Regions from separate parts of the Zea mays genome. Here region 2 is linked to region 1. A link is a contact called in public Hi-C data. All regions are on one chromosome and are shown on one strand. Each heading gives the region's core, a stretch centred on a gene start, on an enhancer-like site or on the middle of the called end of the contact. The rest is flanking DNA. Distances are from core to core; before and after follow the strand shown.

Region 1 (4,625 bases), core at 1,412-3,911:
CACGGCAGCGTCATCCCCGGGATAGCCGCCGTACGGCAAACGATTCAACTCGAAGACCCTATTCAGGCGAACGTTGGATCCACGGATATCCCAACTCCATAGAGTCTACATCCTCGGCACATAACGCCCCACAATCCGCATAGCCCCGTCTTCCACTTCACGCACGAATGCGGCTGGATCCCGGCCACGTAGATCCAACGCGAAGGCCGGACTTCGCACTTGCTGCTCGCCCAGGGAGGGCATCTGGAGAGGGCATACTTCGCCCAACGCCCAGCCATGCGCCAAGGGCCACACTCCATAACCGATGAATTCCTCAACTAAATCGCGCCCGCTACTCATGCGGGCAGCACAACGAAGGGACCCTTCGTCGCTATCATCCTCCGCCACCTCAAACGGCGAGAACGCCACATAGTAGTGGGAGCACATCACGGCCGCCGGGAGTCCTGGGAGGTATTCGACTTCGCCTTCCGCCACATAAAACCAATAATCATACCAGTTGCCCCACTTGTTGCGGGCGCAGGGAACTAGCTCCACAACTTCCACCGAAGTCTTCCAGTCCTCGGTGTAAAGGTGCATGATCCAAACTATGCAATCTTGCTTCCAACTTTTCTCTTCTGCCAGTGCAAACAATAATTCTTGGCGAAGACCTCTACGGAGGGCTGACCGCCATACGAAGTCACTGCCCAGACATACTTCGCCAGGGCCACCACGGCATTAGGTGTCAAATGATGGATCTGCATGCCATACCTCCGTAACACCTCCACCACAAAACGATGTGCAGGTAACCGAAGGCCGACAGTAAAAAATGCCTCGAACACAATTATCTCACCCTCCGGCTCAGGAATCTCTTCCGCCCTCGGGACTCGTCCAACTCCATTCCCAAAATACCACAACTGCTGCATGTCTTGCACGTGAACCGAGGAGATCCTCGAGATGTCGAATTCCACCGTGTGGCCCAGGTGCAGCTCCACCGCCGCCAAATCACTGAAGGTACCCTCGGACGACAATTCGCCCAACGGCGTATTCGCAGCGGATGAAGAAGAAGACGGCATGGCTACGTACCGTCGGTGGCGGCGCGCGGTCTGCTTGACGCGGACCAGATCTCCGATGAACAGGAGCAAGGAGGGCAGGCGAGCGGGCGAACAGTTTCAAAATGCTAGGGTTTTGCGGCGCACAGAAAGGTAAGAGAGCCTGAGCCGCGCCGCCTCCCTTTTATACACAAGGCACGACGCTTCGGGAAGCCCACAGTCCAACAGTACCACGTCCGTCAACGGTCACATCAAAAACCCCCGTGGAACCACTTCGAGCGAGGGCAGCATCTCCACCATCTAGCGACATCTTCGGCACCAGATGACTTAGTCGAACTGGTCCCTCGGAGGGCAAATGTTGGGGCGAAGGCAAAGACGCTACCCTTCGCTCTAGGCCTTCGTCAACTCGCTGCACCAACGGAGGCAAGATGACCGGAGCGGCCCACCCTTCATCCTCTTCACTGCAAGACGAAGGCCCACGACGAAGTCTCTCCACCCCCACGTCCTCACCCGACCTGGAGGCCCACGTGGGATTCGGCCCATTGTAACAGGTCCCGCACGGACAAGCGTGTTACGGGCCTGATTTATAATAGCTTTGCTGTAATGACAGTCTGTAACCCTCCCTTATGGGAATATTCTGGGGATAATCCAGGTGCCTGAGGGCATAAACGTCCTTACATCGGGACGTTGAGCGCTCGGGCACCTATAAATACCCCCGTACAGTGCCCTTGAGAGGCTGGATTAACAGAGCAATCGTCATCTCGAGTTAAACCTTACTTGCATCCTTTCCACTCCCCCGTTGGATCAACTTGCCCAGGAGAGCAAGTTCCAACAATGGACAAGTCATAGTTGTAGGGCTTGGTGTTAAACTGTTAATTGGACTGCTTTGTGTTGTGGTCTCGTGAGCAATGGGCTGACGATGTGGGCGACTAGGTCATGTCCATGTGTTTGCGTCTAGGATGATAACTTGGCTCGCCTGTCCCACAATTTGGACCAAGCTTGTCATTAGTAAACCAAATTAGAGTGTTGGCTTACCTCGTTAAAAAATACAAACGAGCCAAGACACTAGTGAGCCGATCTGAGAAAGTTAACGAGTTTCAAGTTTTTCAAGCCCTAGATGTCATGAAAGCCTAAACTACTTTAAGAGCAACTCTAAGAGGATCTCTATATTTTTGCTAATTGATATAAATAGATTTTTTGTAAAAAATAACATCTAACAACTTATTTAAATGGTTATCCAAATATAGCCATCTTTTATTTTGTGTTTCTCGGTAGCCAAAGATAGCAGAATTTAGAAAGACTTTTGGAGATGCTAAATCTAATAGTTTTATTAGTTTAGGGCTAGTTTGGGAGCACCATTTTTCTAAGAGATTTTTATTTTCCCAAAAAAATTAGTTTATTTTCTCTTGAGAAAATATAAATCCATTAGAAAAATGGAGTTTCTAAACTAGCTCTAAAATGGTTTATAAAAATACAATTTTTTAACCAAAAGATAATGTGGACCATGCAATAGTTAGAATGAGGTTATATGCAGATGGATTTTCACCCAAAATTCCACCAGCGAAGCCGACAGCCCATGAGCCAGGACTACAGGCCCATTTCATTCCGCCGCCAACTTCAAGGCCGTTGCGTTTGCGTTCATCAACCGCGTCTGGCGACTCTTGCGTTCACGGTTCACCCGAACCACACCCGTTCCTTTCCTTTCTCCTCCCTCCCTACTCACACCCCTGAACCCTTTCACTTCGTGGCGCCGACTGCGCAACCGGCACCAACCTTCGCCAGGTTTTCGTGGGCTCTTTCACCGATACAACCATCCTCCAGGTACGTCAGCTACTTCCTTTTCTAATCTTCCTGCTGTGCGAAATCGAGCACCCCTAACCCTCCCAAAATCCTAATGCAGGCTACTTATATTCGGATCTAACCCAAAGTTGCTGTTTTTTCCATATATGAAAAGAAGAACGCAAGGGATGCTCGATTGACTCTAGTTACTTAGCAGAACCAAAAGTGGAAGGCCATCAAAGATACGAGGCTATTTTCTCTCCATGTCTCGGTCACCCCACCTCCCACCCCGCTGCCCACCGCTGGGTCCTCAGATCACTCGAAGGGATGACGGCATGTTCACGCAAAGCTGCAGGTTTCCATCTGGGGATACGTTCATTGGTGAACCACCGTGCTGGCTGGATGATCTCCTTGAAGATTCTGGGAAAGCTCCCAAGCTCCCTCCTCTCAGAAGGGCCTGCAGCGATTCTGATGCCATCTTAGATGCGCTGTCGACATTCCAGAGCCCAATTTATCCAATCGAGGAATGTGATCTAAACTCAGGTGGTGAAGCTGAGGACTTGTTGGGTGGAGTCGAAGGTGATGAAAGTGGTTCTGTGGTCGAGGCTAGCTGTTTCTATGGTCCGAATTCGCCAAGACAGAAGAGTAGGCTTACAACTTCAGAGAGTTCCATGGTAAATGCTGTGCTTGAGAATGTCCCCGGCAACCCCTTGCAGTACCTGACCATCGATGCCTGCAGTGATGTGAATGGTAATGTGGCCAATGTAACTGCTGATGCCTGTGATGCTTTTGGCCATCCTGATCAAGACAAGTCATTTAAAAGGTAAACTTAAATTTGTCAGTGAAATATCTGAAGTACTTTCTTCAAATGTTCTCTGGTTCAGAAAGTAGTGGATTCTGCCAATCGATAGCACTGTTGCTCGTTACTAAACTGGAATTCTTAGTGAAAATGCTAGAAATGTATGAATTAAAGGGCAGATGTGAACTTTGGCTCTTGCCGACAGAAAAGGAACATGAGACTCTACATCTTTGCAGAAATTAAATTAACTAATCGTGCTTCTAATTTGTGTAACACTGATAATTTTGACTTATGCCACGACCAGTACCAATGCCAGGTAGAATTTATTGTCATATGATTGCGGCAGCATAAGTAGTCGAAATCATGTGGATATGTGTGGTGTGTTTAAAAGTTAGTTCGTAAACCCTCAATGCTTGAATATTGTAAAAGCAACAACTTCCTTGAGTTTTGTAATACTACTCACCAGATTTTTGAACAGTCAAACTGTCAAAGTTTATGTTATGTGTCAATCAGAATTCTTGTTTTTCCAAGGTGCATACATTACATAGACTCTGTACAATCAAATTGGAGCCTGGACATCATTATACCAGATAACCAAAAAGATATTTACTAGTCCCTCCATTCCAAATCATAAGTCGTTCTAGCTTTTCTGGGTACATAGATTTTGTTATGCATCTGGATATACACTTCTGTCTAGATACATAACTTTTACTATGTATCTAAAAAAGCTAGAACGACTTATAATTCAGGATGGAGGGAGTATGTTCCTCAAACTACAGGAGAGTTGTATGTCATTTCATTAAGAGGAAAAGGAGTACAAGAGTGAGGCGAGAACAACTCCACCCAAATCCACACCAAACAAACAATGTTAACTACAAAGGCATGTGTCATTGAAAATAGGTTCTGTTCATTCGACCTTAGGAGCAGGCCTGGATGTCAGAGGCACCTGCCTTGCACCAAGAACTGCATTCATCAGCAACCTTCTGTAGAAGGCTCTGAATATTTGGAGAAAGGCCCTC
Region 2 (4,840 bases), core at 796-3,295, 790 kb before region 1:
AGCAGCCATAGTTGTCTGGGAGACGATGACCTAGACCTCTCACGAACATCATCACGACCTCCTTCATGCTCCTCATCTTGAAGGTACCTGTTCTGGACCTGGGGGGATGTGAGTACAGCAAGGGTGAGCTCACATACGTTCATCGGTCAACAAGTTGTGGGGAATAATGTGCATGAGCTCTCTTACGGCGGAGGCTCATGTGAAGTGTAAGGCTTACCAAGGAGAAGGTTAAAGCTGACGTTGCTTTTAAAGTTGGTCAAAGTTTTATTATCAGTTACAAAGTATAATTAAATACCAACCTAAATAAATAAGAGATCACAATTAATAATAACACCCACAATGCAATGCATATGACAAATTAAGTTTATTTCCATAAGTTAATAATGTGAGTGTTTGAGCCGCTCATGACCGTGAGCACGACTGATATACCAATTTTACACTCTACAGAGGTTGCTCATCTTTACCTACAAGTCGTGTTACCTATTTGCCACAGGGTCATGAATCCCATACATCTCTACCGAGGAGACGAGACAGGGTAGCACTATGAGGCCTTTACAAAGTTCCACTAGCTTTAGAAAACCAGCTACGGTTTCTGAGAAGGGCGATATAGGAATCACTCGTTCGAAAAGCCATCGTAGCATGATCGACCCAAGAACCTCCCTATACCGCAGCTCCTCTACTGCCCTTGCCCTTTTTGGGTAAGGTAGTCCTCCACTAGCTTTCCTAATTATTCAGCCAAGGGCGTCCCATACCACCCTTGTGGTAGCACTATTTTCTCGGGTGGTTCTCCATGTTCCAATTAACACAATGATCTTATTATGAACATTAATAAACCAACAATGATAGTGGAGCATGATCATAATTCAGTATAGCATTAATCCGAAAACTAGGTAGAGCAATAGCAAATCTACCCAATAGTTCATTTGTTTGCAAGGTATGGGATAAACAATACTAGGGAAACCTATTAGGTCCCATCAAATTAACTTGAGCATGTCAAAGTGATTAACATGAACATTATTGGGTAAAGTAGAGTGATCAAGGGCACAACTTGCCTTAGACTTGAGATTCTAGGTACTTCACCAAGTTGGTCTTTAGATTTCTCATGACCTCACTGCTACTCGTAGCAATACATACAAATGGGCAAGGAGTACATAAACATAACAGTACACCAAACAGGAGAAAACAATTGCGTAAGAATATTCTACGCGTTGCTACGGGATCTTAGGTTCAAGAATCACTAAAATCGGAGTTACCAATCTACCACTAATTCAACTTTTTAATCTAATTTATAACTTGATTATAGATTTATATCTTAGTTAGTTTTCAACTATGGACAGATTTACTTTGGTTAGCAAGATTAATCTACTATTCTTAGATTCAATGAATATCTAATTATAATAGCATGTGATATTTTACAAATAATGTTGTTACTGTGTAGGAAATTTTATTATGAAGCTATAGGAACTGGAAGGGAGTAATTCAGAGTTAAAACGAAGGAGATATGAATTTTCTAAGGTTCTAGATTTATTTTTATAGCAAAAACAATTTTCGGAACTACTTAATAAACATTATGGGATGTTTTGTAAAATCCGAGGACCAAACTGTTATTTCCCAGCACTACGGGGGAGGGCGAGTTTATTATAGTAAAGCCAAGGGGCTCTTTAGAAAATGTTCAGGCTGAAGGGGTATCGGTGAAGATCAGCCGTCTTATCACAATCCCGCGGTTTGAATTAGATCCAGCTTGAATCCAAACCGGTACACACTCTCGGCCATCGGATCTCCGATCGATGGCCTAGATGTTATTAAACGCGATCTAAACCCCACCACCCGCTTAGGGCTTGTTCGGTTAGCTCTCAATCCATGTGGATTGAGTGGGATTGGATGGATTTAAATCCCAAGCAAGTCAAAGTTCTTCTAAATTTTTTCCAATCCCATCCAATCCATGTATACTAGGAATAAGCGAACAAGGCCTTAAAGATCTATGGCTCGGATTGGATCCTGTTGAACCGTTACGCCTATCTGATCTGACCCGTTCATCACGCAACAACGGTCAAACAGGGTTTCTCCCCACATTGGCTGGACACCGACGGCGGCGCACGATCTAGCGCGACGGCGCCATGGCCGCAGAAACGACACCCGCAGTCTGGCGATCAAATCGTCCCTAGAAATGAGCAAAACAAAATTCACGCATACAAAAACTCGATAGGAGGTGACTTACCGGATGGCGCGGCGTGGAGGGCTCTACCCTTGGCTCGCAGCGGACCCACGGTGGATGTTTAGCTCTAGTGAGCAATTCCCCGCACTCCAGTCACCCTCGTTGCTCGATTAAGCACGGAGGACGTGCGGCCTGGTCTAACGCTCCTCCCTGCTCCCTTTGTTGGAGCACTGTGACAGCGTGTGGTAGATTCAACGGTGGCGGACCATCCTCTCTCTCTCTCTGCGCAAGCTCCTTCTTCTCCCATGGTGACTGGCTAGGCACGACTATGGCTTGGGTTCTAGGGGGTGCGGCTCAGTTGCGCTTTATACCTGTAGGCGGGAAACAAGCATCACCGGGTCGCCGTTGATCCAGGGGGCACTTCGCGGCGGCCGATTTTTGTTACGCTAGCCCGAGATTGAAGGGGAAGATGGTTCTGACGAAGATGGCCCACACGTCGATCTGTGAATGCTGACGCGTGAGCGAGCACGGGTAAGGCTGAGGGTAGGGCCCGCGGTGTCAGCGATAGGGTAATACAAAAGAGGAAACTGGTGAGATGGGCTGGTGTGGGTGCAATTGCCAGCAGAGCGGGAGGGTGGTGGGCCGACCGAGGCCATTTCGGCCCATAGCGCGGGTATGATTGTTTTCTTTTTTTCTTTTAGTTTCTTATTTCAAACTCCTATTTCAAATTTCCAATCTGAGTTTAAAGTTTTCTATTCAAGTTAGTATGCACAACATAAAACTCCAGCATGGTAAAAATATTTTATTTTAATATATAATTATCCACATGCTTCTAAACATAATTCACATACACATGTCTTATTTTAATAAGATTTTTTTTAAAAAAAATTAAAATTTAGTATTCATTACTTATTTCCTTTTAACGTGAATTATTTTAATTCAGCTATTTTTAAAGATTGCTTTAATTATATAGCTATAAAGGGGAATATACTTTAGGAAATCATTTTTCTGAAGCCTTCTGGAGAAGTCTATGAATCACCAAAATGTGATTTTGGGTGTTACAAATTCTATCCCCTTAGAAATAACCTCGTCCTCGAGATTAGTAATGAAAGGGATGTAGACAGTTTTTTTAACGTTTAGTTTTCAATTAGTTTTAATGCTCCCAAAAGTTTCTCTTCATTAGCAGGTGTGGCTAGAAAACATGTGCATATTATGTTTTAGCTAATAGGTAAGATTTAGAGAAGATTAGGATAAGAGAAGGTTAGGCAAGAAAACTTCTATCCTGGACGGTGGATCTTGATTCATCCAGAGATCCAGTTTGACTTCTATACTTGACGGTTACCTTCTTTGACGGTGACTCTTATCCTTTTCTTGAGGTCGATCTTATTCGTCTCGGTGTCTTGGTTAAGACAATTGTGGGTAGGGCAAGCTATATGAGGTAGGTTGAAATCTAGTTTGATGTTAGGTGTGGAATGGATGGTCATCATGAATACGTTGGTTAGGTTGTTTTTTCATGGCCGAGTTGATCTAATGCACCAATTTAGATTTAGGTGAGAACATGGTTTCTAGGAGTAGAGTCCAATTAATCTAATGGGATCAGGTGGGATAAGATACACATGTTAGATTAGATAGGATTGAATCTAATTTAGATTAGGTTAATCTATTAGGTGACTTTAGATTTGATTGGATCCCATTGGATTTAGATGAGAACTGGATTAGATTGAATATGACTAGATTTTATTAGATTATAGATTCTGTCTAGGTTGGGATAAGTAAATTCATTAGGATAGGATAGAATCTATTAAGTTAGAATAGAATCTTCTAAAGTAAGTTGGATCTATAAGATAAGATAGAATCTTTTAAGATGAGATGAACCTATTAAGATAAGATTGATCTATTATTCTTTTTAAGGGAAAGAAATATTAGTGAAGTAGTTAACATCTATTATTTTTTATGCATGTATGTATTTAGAAGCAATTGTGGATATTATTCCACAACCCATCACATTCAATCAAAGAATCAAACCAAATAGGTATCATAAGAACAAACATTCAAGTGCATAGATACCTACAAAAAATAGTTTTCCTTTTCTTTTATTCCTAGGATAAGGTTTCCTATTACTTAGGGACAGTTTGGGTATAGGATTCCAATGTGTGAAATCCCCTTTTGTCTTTAGAAGAGAAAAGGTAAGAGTAATCTGAGTGAAGCAACAATAGATGAGAAAAGATCTAGGAACAATCAGAGTAGCAAAGGTAAGTAGGTAAGGGTTTTGTTCAGTTCTATCTTAGTTACATCCTACAGTCAACATTCCTCTAATACCACTTCTGTCACACCCGGATTTAAGGGCCAAACCCGGGCGCGAATCAAATGTGTGCTAGGATCAAGTCTCACACATATGATGACTCATGGTATAGAAACGAATGTCACATCTTTAATATATTGTGACAGAACCTCCCAAGTTATTAGGCCCACCTACAGTTGTCCTTGTCCAATGGACCTCGGACAACCCTGCAGGTGCACCGAATTACTTGACAAGTTCGGTATCTGAATTCTTTACCTTGCCCAAGAGCGTTTCACCCGTCATGCAGATATTATAACACATCGGAGGAACGAATATGCGGAAGCAGTTACAACAACTTATTTTATATTAAAGTACGGAAAGAGTATTATTATTATAGACCAGTA

Evidence for each region. Hi-C and Micro-C count contacts between places; a contact is called where the count stands out from the background.
Region 2: a contact with region 1 is called in a Hi-C map of ear, with 2.1 times the contacts expected there. The contact joins the enhancer-like site here to the promoter of LOC100280215 in region 1. A contact is called at or near these places in 2 of 25 Hi-C or Micro-C datasets (ear and tassel).

What each region holds. Positions count from the first base shown.
Region 1 is chr4:115,236,613-115,241,237 of Zm-B73-REFERENCE-NAM-5.0, reverse strand. It overlaps LOC100280215 (putative bZIP transcription factor superfamily protein), which reads left to right and starts at 2,661. Exons shown (of 5, transcript NM_001153146.2): 1 at 2,661-2,849; 2 at 2,929-3,630. The coding sequence starts at 3,071.
Region 2 is chr4:116,029,111-116,033,950 of Zm-B73-REFERENCE-NAM-5.0, reverse strand. No RefSeq gene overlaps it. Among protein-coding and RNA genes, the nearest start is that of LOC103653602, 56 kb to the right of the region's middle. Within about 2 kb of position 2,045, at least 20 of the 20 cell types and tissues checked have an H3K27ac peak or open chromatin away from gene starts, as enhancers often do. A contact at or near this core is called in ear and tassel, where this site is marked.